2 separate regions of the Sus scrofa genome follow, and region 2 is linked to region 1. A link is a contact called in public HiChIP or PLAC-seq data. All regions are on one chromosome and are shown on one strand. The core of a region is the stretch at or near the end of the contact, and the rest is flanking DNA. Distances in the headings are between cores, read along the strand shown.

Evidence for each region. HiChIP or PLAC-seq counts read pairs in DNA pulled down with a chosen protein or histone mark.
Region 2: an H3K27ac HiChIP or PLAC-seq map of alveolar macrophages shows a contact between it and region 1. The contact joins the promoter of INTS10 here to the promoter of THAP1 in region 1. A contact is called at or near these places in 2 of 2 datasets of contacts at active chromatin or transcription factors (alveolar macrophages and skeletal muscle).

What each region holds. Positions count from the first base shown.
Region 1 is chr17:11,769,890-11,776,608 of Sscrofa11.1, reverse strand. It overlaps THAP1 (THAP domain-containing protein 1), which reads left to right and starts at 3,288. Exons shown (of 3, transcript XM_003359869.4): 1 at 3,288-4,289; 2 at 6,120-6,315. The coding sequence starts at 4,219.
Region 2 is chr17:12,083,718-12,090,436 of Sscrofa11.1, reverse strand. INTS10 (integrator complex subunit 10) reads left to right here and starts at 2,617. Exons shown (of 17, transcript XM_003134201.4): 1 at 2,617-2,993; 2 at 3,629-3,696; 3 at 4,959-5,062; 4 at 5,873-6,012. The coding sequence starts at 2,865.

The DNA of each region.
Region 1 (6,719 bases), core at 2,039-4,538:
GTGGCCTTTTGAGAAGAATGTAATATGTGATGTAGGAAAGGTTTGAGGGCTAAAGATGCTTTAAGCTTACTTACATCTAACAGTTTAGATTTTAATGAATTTAATTTATGGGCATATTCGTGGCATATGGAAGTTCCTGGGCCAGCAATTGAATCAGAGCCACAGCTGCTGTAATGCTGGATCCTTTAACCCACTGCGCCAGGCCAGGCATCAAACCTGAACCTCTGCAGTGATGCAAGTAAGCCACTGCAGTCAAGATTCCCAACCCACTGTGCCACAGCAGGAACTCCCAGGTTTTAATTCATTTTAAAATACAAGATTTTAAAATAACTACTTGGAGTTCTCTGGTAGCCTAGTGGTTAAGGATCTGGCATTGTCACTGCTGTAGATTGGGTTCAATCCCTGGCTCTGGAGCTTCTGCATGCCAAGGGAATGGCCAAACACACACACACATGCAAAACCACTTGGAGTTCCTGCTGTGGTGCTGTGGGTTAAGAAATCCACCTACAGCAGCTTGGCTTGCTGTAGAGGCACAGGTTCAATCCTCAGCCTTGGGCAGTGGGTTTAAGGCAGTAGGTCACAGCTGCAGCTCAGATTCAATCCCTGGCCTGGGAACTTGCATATGCTGCAGATGTGGCCATAAAACAAAAAAAAACACACTCTTTTAATCAATTTTAGAGAAAACCTATAATTTATATCTATGTGAAATTTAATCTGTTTCACTAATCCCAGAATATTAGAGATGTAAGAGACTTTAGGAATGGGCAAGTGTCTGTGTTTTCTCTGTGAAACATCAGATGAAAACTATAGACAACGCCCTAGAAAAATGCCTATATACACATGTGTATAGCTTGGGTTCATTTTCAGGGGATTCAAAGAGCTGAAATTAGGATTTAATGGCTTCCAAATTAAGAATTCCCCAGTTCCTACAGCCGCACGCTCCACACGAAGATAATGGGCCCAGAAAGAATGAATGCTGGGATTTCTTTTTTTCTTTTTCTCTTTTTGCTTTTTAGGGTCACACCTGCAGCATGTGGAAGTTCCAGGCTAGGGGTCCATTCGGAGCTGCAGCTGCCAGCCTATGCCATAGCCACAGCAACTCGGGGATCTGAGCCGTGTCTGTGACCTACACCACAGCTCACGGCAATGCTGGGTCCTTAACCCCCGAGTGAGGCCAGGGATCAAATCAGTGTCCTCATGGATATTAGTTGGATTCTTAACCACAGAGCCACAATGGGAACTCTGAATATCACTTTTCCACTCAGCAAATCAATTTACAGACCATACAGTGAAAATTTAGCTTGGGGGGTTGTTTTTACAAAGAAAAATGTAACATTCATTTCAATTCAGTGATATGTATTTCTTAATTACATGCAATTCACTTTACTAGTAAATTTACCATTTTGAAGGAAACATTAGGATAACAATCAACAAATAATAGAAATTTTTATTTCATTTCCAAGTTATAGATAGCCAGAAGAAGAAAGGGGAGGAGGAGCAGAACTTGGCAGAGGCAAATCCAAGCAAACTGAAATAAACCACAAACTTCAAAAGGGCTCCTGACTCCCCCCGCCCAACTACTGATACTTTCTTTCATGTAGATATTCCTCAGTCCTAGGATCCCACAGCTGATGACCCAGCTTCCAAACTTACCCACCCCTCCAAGGCCACTAGTCTGTCAGGGGACATAGCTCTTTTTTTTTTTTTTTTTTTTTTTTTTTTTTAAGGCCATCAGCATCTCGGTAAAAAGCACCACCATCCATCCATCTAAATGCTCAAGCCAGTGGGAAGTTCTCTGGTGGGTTACTGGTTGGGATTTGGCGCTTTCACCCATATGGCCCCAGTTCTGTTCTGGGAACTGAGATCCCACATTAAGCCGCTGAACGTTGTAAAACAATTTTTAAAAAAATGCTCACACCCAAAACTCAAGCTTAAATTACCCCTGATATCTTTATCTTAATTTTTTTTTTCTCCTTTTAGGGCCTCACCCGCAGCATATGTAGGTTCCCAGGCTAGGGAACTAATCGGAGCTGTAGCTGCTAGCCACGGCCACAGCAATTGGGATCCGAGAAACACGTGAGGTAGACCACAGCAACCGGGTCTCAACCCATTGAAACCCGAGTCCTCACGGATACTAGTCGGGTTTGTTAACCACTGAGCCAGGAGGGAGGGGGAACTCCTTCCTCATTCCTTTTTTTTTCGTCTTTTTAGGGCCACTAATGGCCACACTCGAGGCATGCGGAGGTTCCCGGGCTAGGGGGTCTAATCGGGGCTAGAGCTTGCCCGCCCTGCACCACAGGTACAGCACCGCCATTTCCGAGCCGCGTATGCGAACTACACCACAGGTCACCGCAACTCCGGATCCTTAACCTGCTGAGCAGGACAGGGATCCAACCTGCAACCTCATGGTTCCTAGTCGGATTCGTTTCCACTTGCGCCACAGTGGGAACTCTGTGTCTTCCTCATTCTTGTTTCCACTACCAGCAAGCCCTGGTGTTTCTACCTGTTAGCATAGGCATCTACTCCTTGGTCCAAAGTTGCCAATCTCCTGTCTGCTTGCAACAGCCTCTTAATTGGTCTGCTCTTATTAATTGGTCTGCTCACTCACTGTTGCCCCTCCCTGATAAATTCTTGGCATAATAGCCAGAATGACCTTTTATTTTTTTATTTTTTAGTCTTTTGCTGTTGTTGTTGCTATTTCTTGGGCCGCTCCCGCGCATATGGAGGTTCCCAGGCTAGGGGTCGAATCGGAGCTGTAGCCACCGGCCTACGCCAGAGCCACTGCAACTCGGGATCCGAGCCGCGTCTGCAACCTACACCACAGCTCACGGCAACGCCGGATCGTTAACCCACTGAGTGGGGGCAGGGATCGAACCCGCAACCTCATGGTTCCTAGTCGGATTCGTTAACCACTGCGCCACGACGGGAACTCCCCAGAATGGCCTTTTAAAAACGTTTATTAGATCATGTCTCTCCCCGCCTAAAATGGCTCAGCGGCTTCACGCTGCAGTATGCCCCCACCCACTCACTGGGCTCTGCCATTGCAGGCCCCATTCAGTTCCTAGAAGACAGACCTTTTTACTGCCTCCAGGCCTTAGCACGCACTTCTTGTGGCAGAAACCCTCTCCCCCCGACCCGTTGTTTGGTTCTCAGATTTAACATTCCCTTCTCAGAGAGTAGGCAGTGACCCTCTCCTTACTACCCTCATCTCGGCATTCTAATGTATTCAGGCACCTGAGCACACTGTGATTTTATTTACATTTTTATTGTCTGTTTCCCCTTACTAGGACTTAAGCTACGAAGACTGGGCCTATGCTAGTCTTGCTCACCAATTAAAAAAAAAGAAATTATGAGCCATGAGATTACTCAACAGCCCGTTATCGACACAGACGAAAGGAGCCGGCCAAAAGGGCTGCAGCTGTTGGCGAGTCCCAACACGGCACCTGGAGATCATTAAGATAACTGCAGCATTAGTGAGAGAAGCCCCTAGAGACTGGGCTCGCGGTGTGTGCAGGTGCGGGCTTTCCTGGCTAAACTCTTCACCTGGGCTCCGCAAAGCCTCAGAATACCTGAAGCAGGTAAGAGAGGTTAGCGGGCCGGGAAGGGAGTCCACCAAGTTTTACACATCACGCCATCTGGGACCGCCCTTTTAGAGAAACAAGGCAATTATGCAACGACCTCAGCTTTACACCTGTCCTGCTTCAGGCCAGCAGACCCAATAGACGGTAGAGTGCCGCGAATCTGAACCGCCCAGCATAAGTAACCCCAAGCAGCACCGCCGGGGCGGAATCGGTCCTGCGCTCCCACCCCCCTCTCCCAGGTAATTACTCCTTCCTTCCGGAAGCTCGGAGGCCCCGCCCACTTCCGCAACGCTCAGTCCGCCGCGCGGCGGGACTCAGCCAATGGCCTGCTTCCCAAGAAACGTTACCTCTGACCTCAGGGCTAATCAAGAGACAGTAGGACTAACGCCTCGCGAGAGGTGAGGTTGAAGCTGTCTCCGCCATCTTGGAGACGGGAGACGGGCGATGGCTGTGGTCCTTCTGCTAATGCAAACAACAAAACGGACACATTAGTCGCTCCCGAGTGAGCCTCTCGTCATTGTAACTGTTGACCAAAGCTACGGAAGAAGAGAGGGTGTCAAAGTCGAGCGCGACGACATTGATAGCAGCCTCAACTGCCTGCTGGGGCGGCAGAAGTGAAGTAACCAGGACCGGAAGGATGGTGCAGTCCTGTTCCGCCTACGGCTGCAAGAACCGATATGACAAGGACAAGCCCGTTTCTTTCCACAAGTAAGTATCCTGAGCGCCTCCTGGGCCTCGCAGGGGCTGGGGGCGCGCGGCCCTGCTCGGGGGCGGGGCCAGGCGCGTGTCCGCGCGAGACCTAGTGGGAGGGGCGGGGCGCCGTCTGGCGCTGGGACGGGGAGCGGTGGGCGTGCCCCTGGCGTCACCCGCGGCGCTCCGCCCCGGGATGCGCGTTCTCGGTTGCGTCGCCGCGGAGGCTGTTCCTCGCGCTCCAGTTTCTAGCGGAGCTCAGGGTAGCTAGTTCGCGGCCCACCCACGAAGCCTAGAATTCCCGTGAGTCGTGGGGTGTCCAGACCGAGAGGCAGCTGGGTCTCACCACCAGGGTCGTAGAGAAGCCAGGTAGTAATGCCACTTTAGCCGTAAAGTTGAAGAGGAAACAGCCGGGAAGTCACGAACTTTGATCCCCTGCGGTGGGGGGAGTCCAGCATCACAGCATTTAGGCATTGACGTGGGCGGGATTTCAGGGAGGATGTTTTGGACTCTGCTCCTGAGGACTGCTGAGTTTTAGAGAGAGCTCCAGGCTGAGCACACTATGTTAACGGGCAGTAGTGGTACACTGTGCATGATAAAATCAGCCGGGCTGTCACGGACCTGGAAGAAGCCCTCGGAGGGGGACACGTTCCCAGTTCTAGGGCCGGTTTCACCTTAGAGGTCCTAGGAGGAAACAGGTCTCTCCAAAGAAAGCCGAAAAGTAGAGTGACAATGATAATCCGATGTCTGCACGATGGCATTTTCATTCAGCCAAATTCTATATTTACAGATGTTATCACATAAAAAGTGTTTTGCAATAATCTCAACCGTAAATGGATGATAGCTAAAGAAATAAAAGCCAGTGATAAATTATACGATTTATAGCGAAATAATTTCAAGAGCAAAATCTTAAGTATTCCTTCAGTTTGGAGGGTGGGGCCTTTTATGTTTAACAGGGAATGTGGATACATTTTTGTACATTTGGTGTAACACTAGAGAGCTGAGGGAGCATAGAGAAATCTTGAGAGTGTTGCTGTTTCCCTTCTAAGGGGAGAAACACAACACTTCCAGATTCATTTGAGGGGGTGATATCTTAATATTACTCTTGATTTATTAGAATTTCTGAAAGCTGATGGATTGGCCTCCAGTACTTTCAAAGTCAAGGGAGTAGGTCTGGAGGTGGTGACACCATCGCAGGCTGTTCAGCTACCCACCTTCCAATTTTTTTTTTTTTTCCTTCGTCTTTTTAAGGACTGTTCCAGCTGCACATGGAAGTTCCCAGGCTAGGGGTGGAATTGGAGCTGCAGCTGCTGGCCTACGCCACAGCCACAGCAATGCCAGATTCAAGCCACATCTGTGACCTACACCACAGCTCATGGCAACGCCAGATCCTTAACCCACTGAGCGAGGCCAGGGATCGAACCCGCACTTCATGGTTCCTGGTCAGATTTGTTTCGGCTGCACCACAACGGGAATTCTAGTTATAGGATTTTAAAGCAAGTACATTTTTTAATTTAATCACTGCACCAGTACTGGGAGAATATGGAAGTTTCTGGGCCAGGGATTGAATCCGAGCTGTGGCTGTGATCTACACCGCAGCTGTGCAATGCTGGATCGATAACCCACTGTACCACAGCAGGAACTCCAAAACAAGTCCATTTTTAACAAACTAAGGTAATAAAGGCACAACTAAAAACTGTCCCCCAAAAATGAGCAAAGTTAGCATTTTCATCAAATACTCATTGGTGTGTTAACACCAGTATAAGCTAGTTCCTTCCAAAGCAGGAAAGTCTGGATGTGCCCTTTTTTGGAATAAGGTTAGAAAACTGAACTATGTTGTCTTCTTAGGTTTCCTCTTACTCGACCTAGTCTTTGCAAAAAATGGGAGGCAGCTGTCAGAAGAAAAAACTTTAAGCCCACCAAGTATAGCAGCATTTGTTCAGAACATTTTACTCCAGACTGCTTCAAGAGGGAGTGCAACAACAAGTTACTCAAAGAGGATGCTGTTCCCACGATATTTCTTTGTACTGAACCACATGACAAGGTAAGATGTGTTTTAAAATATTGGGGGAGTTCCCATTGTAGTTCAGTGGTTTAAGAACCCGACTAGTATCCACGAGGATGTGGGTTCAATTCCTGGCCTCACTCAGTGGGTTAACGATCCAGGATTGCCACCAGCTGCAGTGTAGGTGGCAGATGCGGCTCAGATCTGGTGTTGCTGTGGCTGCGGCGTAGGTCTCAGTTGCAGCTCCAATTTCGACCTCTAGCCTGGAAACTTCCATATGCCTCGGGTATGCCCTAAAAAAAAAAAAAAGTAATAAAAATAAAATATCAGGTTGTTTTCTGTTTATAAAAGTAATGTTTATTGTGAAAATTTTGAAAATTCGAGCAGTGTTAAGAAAATAAATGTGGAGTTCCCTGGTGGTGCAGCAGGTTAAAGATCCTGTG
Region 2 (6,719 bases), core at 1,368-3,867, 310 kb before region 1:
TTGCTTGTACAGCTGATTGAAACCTGGTTCCTAGACGGCCCAGGTTGAGATGCTGAAACTTTCCTAGCATATGTTAGAGGAGTTTGATGGCTTAGTGAGATGGGATGCTGGTGTTAATTCACTATGTGCACCCAGCCCAGCCAACCCCTACTGTACAACCCAGGAGGCCCAGGAATGCTTTAGTGAAGGGAGCACCAGCATCCATAAAAATCATCTGACTGTCCTCTGTAGGCCAGAGATGTTACTGGGAGATACTGCCATTGAATTGGGTATCCTGATTTCAGTGGGAATAATGGGTCCCCTGTGTGGTAGAGGTCAGGTGGTGGCACCTGACCAGCAAGGACCAGCAGGGACAAAGTGGGCACAATTAACATAATAAAGCACAGGGCAGAATGGCCATTGGAGCATTTAGCCTCTCAGGGTCTCTGGCAATTTCTAGTTGATCATAAAGTTCCCAAGAATAAAATAGATGGACAGCCTCCACCAAGGTATGGCTTTATCTAAAAAATTGGAGAGAGTTCCCACTGTGGCTCTGTGGAAATGAACCTGACTAGTATCTGTGAGGATGCAGGTTTGACCCTGGCCTCGCTCAGTGGTTTAAGGATCCAGCGCTGCTGTGAGCTGTGGTGTAGGTCAGATGTAGCTTGGGTCTGGTATTGCTATGGCTGTGGCGTACGCTGGCAGCTCTGGCTCTGATTGGACCCGTAGCTCGAGAACTTCCACATGCTGAGGGAGTGGCCCTAAAAAGACCAAAAAAAAAAAAAAATCAGAGAAAGTCTAGGAGTTCCCTGGTGGCCTAGCAGTTAAAGGATCCAGCATTGTAACTTCTGTGGTGTGTGTTCTATCTCTAGACTGGGAATTTCTGCACACCACAGGTGTGACCAAAAACAAACAAAAAAATCAGAGAAAATCTAAGCCAGGTAAGCAGAAATCTTAGTTGAATGACTATACAGAAAGTATCCAACACCCAGACTCCTGTCAGTTCATAGATCCAGAGTTCCTAACTGGAAGAAGGGAGGTGAAAGAAGCTGAGAACCCAAACTGATACTAAAACCAAGAATTTATTACAGCATCAATCTGTGCTGTTATTACATATCAATCTGTGCTATTCTCCAACAGAACAGCCTCCTTAGTGTTCATTGAATATATATTGTACCTGTTTCAAGCCAGTCACAACATCCAATCCAAGAAAATATACCACAGGATGGATCCAGGGTTGTTAATTTGAACAGTGGATACAGTGGTGGGTAAGAAGCAAAGATGTTGAACATGCTGAGTGTCCAAGCAAGGCATTAGCATGAGTAGGAAGGATATAAGCCCAGGAGGAGGCAGCTACTCTAAGAGGAAAATGCAGGTTTCAAGGTCTGCAAGCTAAAAATCAGGGAGAAGAGGGAGTTCCATTGTGGCTCAGTGGTAACAAATCCAACTAGTATCCATGAGGACTCTGGTTTGACCCCCGGCCTCATTCAGTGGGTTAAGGATCCAGCATTGTTGCCATGAGCTGTGGTGTAGATGGCAGACATGGCTTGGATCTGGCCTTGCTGTGGCTGTGGTACAGGCTGGCAGCTGCAGCTCCCACTCAACTTCCTATGCCCCCGGTGGGGCCCTTAAAAAAAAAAAAGAAAAGAAATTACTCCTTAGATATGCATCTTAACTAGCGCCTGGATCCTGTTTTTCTCCATCCTGAACTCCCCTCATGAGGCAACATCAGGAACTGAGGGGGTCGTGCTACAGTGGCTGATGGCTTGATAGCAGGCAACACTTTTGGTACACAATGTATATACTGTGCAACGTATACATTCATATTTAACATGTGTACAATTTTTCGATGTATAGAAGTATATAGTAATTTTTTCTTTCTTCTTTCCTTCCTTCTTTCTACAAACAAAGCAGCTTTGAATCTCTAATCTTGGATCCAAATAGAAGCTATCAGTGGTACTAGAACTTGCTAAAATTCTTGTGTATAGACTTTGGATTGGAAACTCCAATGAAATGTTTAGAACCCACGTTTTGGCACATTCTTCCTACTAGGCAAATAAACGCCTCTGGCTCCTGAGTGCGGCCTCCCTTCACGAGAGCAGGGAGATTATTTTATTTGGTGAAAAGGACACTGATTTCGATTGGAGGAGATGATTAAACAGCTGTTTTCTGTAGGTCAGCCATCCCCAACGATGTAAACTCCGGCTGGACCAGGATAATCAACTCTGGAGTTCCCCAGCACGCAGCAAAGCACTCTCCAAGGACTATCACCGCAACCGCTCGATAAATGTTTGTTGAAGAAACCAGGGAATAAAGGCGCAACAACAGTGGGACAGGGCGGTACCGAGGCTCCATGGCACCGGCGTTCCCACCGAACTCAAACTGGCGCAGGCTTTTCTGTCCATTCGAACCAGCAGCGACTCCGCGTCAACCTCCGCCCTCCAGCTTCTGCCCCGCCCCAGCGGTGGCTTCAGGGCGCCGGGACGCGCCGGCCACTGGGGGCGGCACCAACCGCCCGCCTCCCGGCGCCGAGGAACCAGGCTCTGCGCATGCTCCCTGGAGGTACCAGGGTCACACCCCAGTCCGCAAGATTGAGAATCCGATTCTCCACGTCTTGGAGGCGACCTGGAAGAGTCTGGACCAACACCCAAGCTCCTCAAAAGAGGAAGGGGCTGGGCGGAGGCGGAGAACCGACACGAAAAGGCTGCTTACAAAACCCGGAAGCCCTTCCGGATCCACGTGCGGACGTCCTCCCGACTCCATTCATGCGCAGTAGCGTCGGCGGCGGCGTCGGCGGCGTCGGCGGCGTCGGCGGCACTAGTTAGTGGTGGTGTCTCCTAGCCGGAAGGTCCGGTTGCCTCTGGGCGCCCGACGCCGCCGGGGTCATGTCAGCCCAGGGCGACTGCGAGTTCCTGGTGCAGCGAGCTCGGGAGCTGGTGCAGCAGGACCTGTGGGCCGCCAAGGCTTGGCTAATCACGGCCCGCAGCCTCTACCCCACCGACTTCAACATCCAGGTGAGGCAGGGCCGCGCGCTCAGGTGGGAGCGCCCTCCCAGCCCCCCTCCGCCCTGCCCGGGGCCGCCCCGCGGGGCGGCACCCAGGACCCCGGGGCCCTTCCCCAGGCCAGGCCGGCGCGGGAGAGGGGAGCGTTAGCATCCTGCGGCCCGGACCGCGCCTCGTGCGGCCGGGGAAAGCTGCCAGCCGGCCCCTGGGTCCGGACCGCGGCGGTGGGTTGGGGCGGGATGGGGGCGGGGCGGTGTTTGAGGTTCCCACGGGTTAGAGCTCCTGCGCTGTGTAGTGAGCACCAGCGATAACTCTGGGCTGTAGCTATGGAAGGGGATGGAACGCCGCCACATCTGCAGCCAATCAAAGTGTATACGTGTATCAGGGGAACGAGAAGCGCCTAAGCTTACAGTGTTAGACGCCAGGTGCCTTCAGTAATTCTGATCTTAGTGGCCACCTGCTATCTCTGAGCCGTTCCTGCACCCATCTGGGAACCGGGGCTGGGAGTGAGCCTGTTAGCCCTGTGGTAGTGTCTCCAAGTGATGCCTGACTCTGGGACCTCCAGGGGTCGGGGTGGGGGCCGAAGGGGGTGAGCAGGGCTGGCCCGGGGCCAAGGGCCTGACCCCTGGCTCTAACTTGTGTTGCAGTATGAAATGTACACGATTGAGCGGAACGCAGAGCGGACGGCCACCGCCGGGAGGCTGCTCTACGACATGTGAGTGGGGACGCCGCTGGGTCTCTCAGGAGGTTTTGTTCCTGTCCTTGGAAGTAGGAGCTGAGGGAAGATCTTCAAGTTCACCTGCATATGGGGTGCCTAAAGCTTACCCAGTCACGGATCCAGGCCTTGCATTAATTGCTGCCATATCTAATGCAAAGAGGTCTTCTTAGGTTTTATTCGTGTTAAAACTCTACTATCCAGTTTATTTTATTTTGGAAAATTTAACTTTGCAGAAGTTCAGACAGTACTGGAGTGTAGAGAACAATAGGTGGGAGTCCATCCTAACCTTAACCAGAGTTAAGTGTGTGTATATATGTGTCTGTAGACATACAGTACTCATCAGTAAATGGGGGGAGGGTTGTGACAGTTCATACTATTCCCACTTTGCTGCAGCTTTCTTTCTTGGCCCACATGTAGGCATATAGAGATCTATGTCATTCTTTTTCAGATCTGAAAAACATTTCTTCCTTTTTTTTTTCTCTTTTTTTTTTTTTTTTTTTCGTTTTATGGCTACACTGTGGCATATGGAAGTTCCTGGTCCAGGGATTAAATCCAAGCCACAGCTGCAACCTATGCCTCAGCACCAGATCATTTAACCCACTGTGCTGGGCCAGAGTTCCAACCTAAACCTCCCACAGTTATCCAACTCGCTACAGCTGGATACTTAACCCACTGTGCCACAGGGAGAACTCCTGCATAGCATTTTTTTTAACCACTCTTATTGTTGGACATTTGGATAGTTTTCAGCTACTTGAGATAATATTCAGCGTTTCAGTAAGCAGTTTTATAGTCACATTTTGGTAGGTTTTTTTTTTTTTCCCCTGTAAAACTATATTCTTAGATCTTCATGGTCAAAGGGTAGATTTTAAATTTTGATGCACTATGGAATGTGGAAGTTCCCGGACTAGGGGTTGAATTGGAGACAGCTGTCGGCCTACACCACAGCCACAGCAAACTGGAATCTAAGCCATGTCTGCGACCTACACCACAGCTCACGGCCACGCCAGATCCTTAACCCACTGACTGAGACCAGGGATTGAACCCACCGATGCTGGTTGGTCTTGTTACTGCTGAGCCACAACAGGAATGTCCCTTAGTTTTTATTTTTATATCTTTGTCTTGGTTTGTTTTGGTACGTGATTGTATTCATGTGGAATAGGGTAAAATATATTTTTCTCCAATGCTAATGTTTTATTTTCTTTTTTTGGATGCTGTATGGAATCTGACATTTTAATTTAATGCATTCATTTTAAAAATAGGTTTGTGAATTTCCCAGATCAGCCGGTGGTGTGGAGAGAAATCAGCCTTATTACATCAGCATTAAGAAACGATTCACAGGATAAACAAACCCAGTTTTTAAGAAGTAAGAATGAAGTGATAATGATGTATAAATTACCATTTCTGGAATACCACATTCTGTGTAGTAATTTCCCCCAAAAAGGTCACATCTGTGTTATTGGTACCCTTGTGTATGTTTTGTTCTTGGCAACTCAAGCTTGTACAAAAGATGCCACTTGGACCCTTGAGCGTTTGCTTAGAACCCTTTACAATTCCTTAAAGGATGTAGATTTATCACTTTGCCTGGGGAACTGAATATATATATATATATATATATATTTTTTTTTTTTTTTTTTTTTTGGTCTTTTTGCCATTTCTCGGGCCGCTCTCGCGGCATATGGAGGTTCCCAGGCTAAGGGTCCATTCGGAGCTGTAGCCACCGGCCTACACCAGAGCCACAGCAACGCAGGATCCGAGCTGCGTCTGCAACCTACACCACAGCTCACGGCAACGCCGGATCATTAACCCACTGAGCAAGGGCAGGGACCGAACCCGCAACCTCATGGTTCCTAGTTGGATTCGTTAACCACTGCGCCAGGACAGGAACTCCTGAATATGTTTTTAATAAGTTCCACAGTAATCAGAAAGCCTCTGTAGATTAGGCAGATCCCCACGGTACAGGAGAGAAAGTTCTAGTAATTTGTTTTATGGTCATTTAGTGAACATGCCCCGTACGTTCTGACCCAAAAGCCTTCCAGAGTGTAGATGAAGTACAATGATAGTGATTTTTCACTTAGCATATCTCATCCTATGCACAACAGTGTCTTAGTTCCACTTTTGCTTCCATGTTTTCTTTCTGAAAGAAACTTTTAAAAGTGAAATGTGTCATATACAGGTTTATTTGAAACTCTTCCTGGCCGGGTCCAGTGTGAAATGTTACTAAAGGTTACAGAACAATGCTTCAACACTTTGGAACGATCAGAGATGTTGCTTCTCCTGTTGAGACGCTTCCCTGAAACAGTGGTGCAACATGGGGTAAGATTTGATCCTTTCCTTTTTCTCAAAAGAAAAATTGACCGGTGGATTCATTATATGTTTAAGAGCTGTAGTGTGTATTATTTTAAAGAAGAAATTCTGAGGAGCACTGGATAAGATTGAACTCACAGCGAGGAAGTTGTCGTAAAGTTTAAAAGGACGTCCCTGTTACCAAGCTATGAATTTCGAGTTGAAGTTGTCTTACCAGTATAAGGAAACAGTCACCAGGCTTTGACAGTGCTTCTTGTCTGCAATTTGTGGAATACAGTAAAGTTGAAAAAAAGTAATCCATTCCAGAGTTCCCCTAGTGCCTCAGCAGTAACGAACCCAAGTAGTATCCATGAGGACTCAGTTCGATCCCTGGCCTCCGTCAGTGGGTTCCAGTGGGATCCAGTGTTGCCATGAGCTGCGGTGTAGGTCAAAGACATGACTGGGACCTGGCATGGCTGTGGCTATGGTATAGGGCAGCAGCTGCAGCTCTGATTCAACCCCTAGTCTAGGAACCTAGATTTTCTGCGGGTGCAGCCCTAAAAAGACCAAAAAAAAACAAAAAAAAAGTAATCCATTCCATTGTATTCAAGTAGTCCTAAGATGCGTTTTTCACATGCTTTTGCTGTATGAACACTGACTTTCCTCTACTCTGCCCATTCATAGGTCACTGAATGTAGTTCTATGTGCTGTACTGTAGGAGCTTGTTGTGTTTTTTT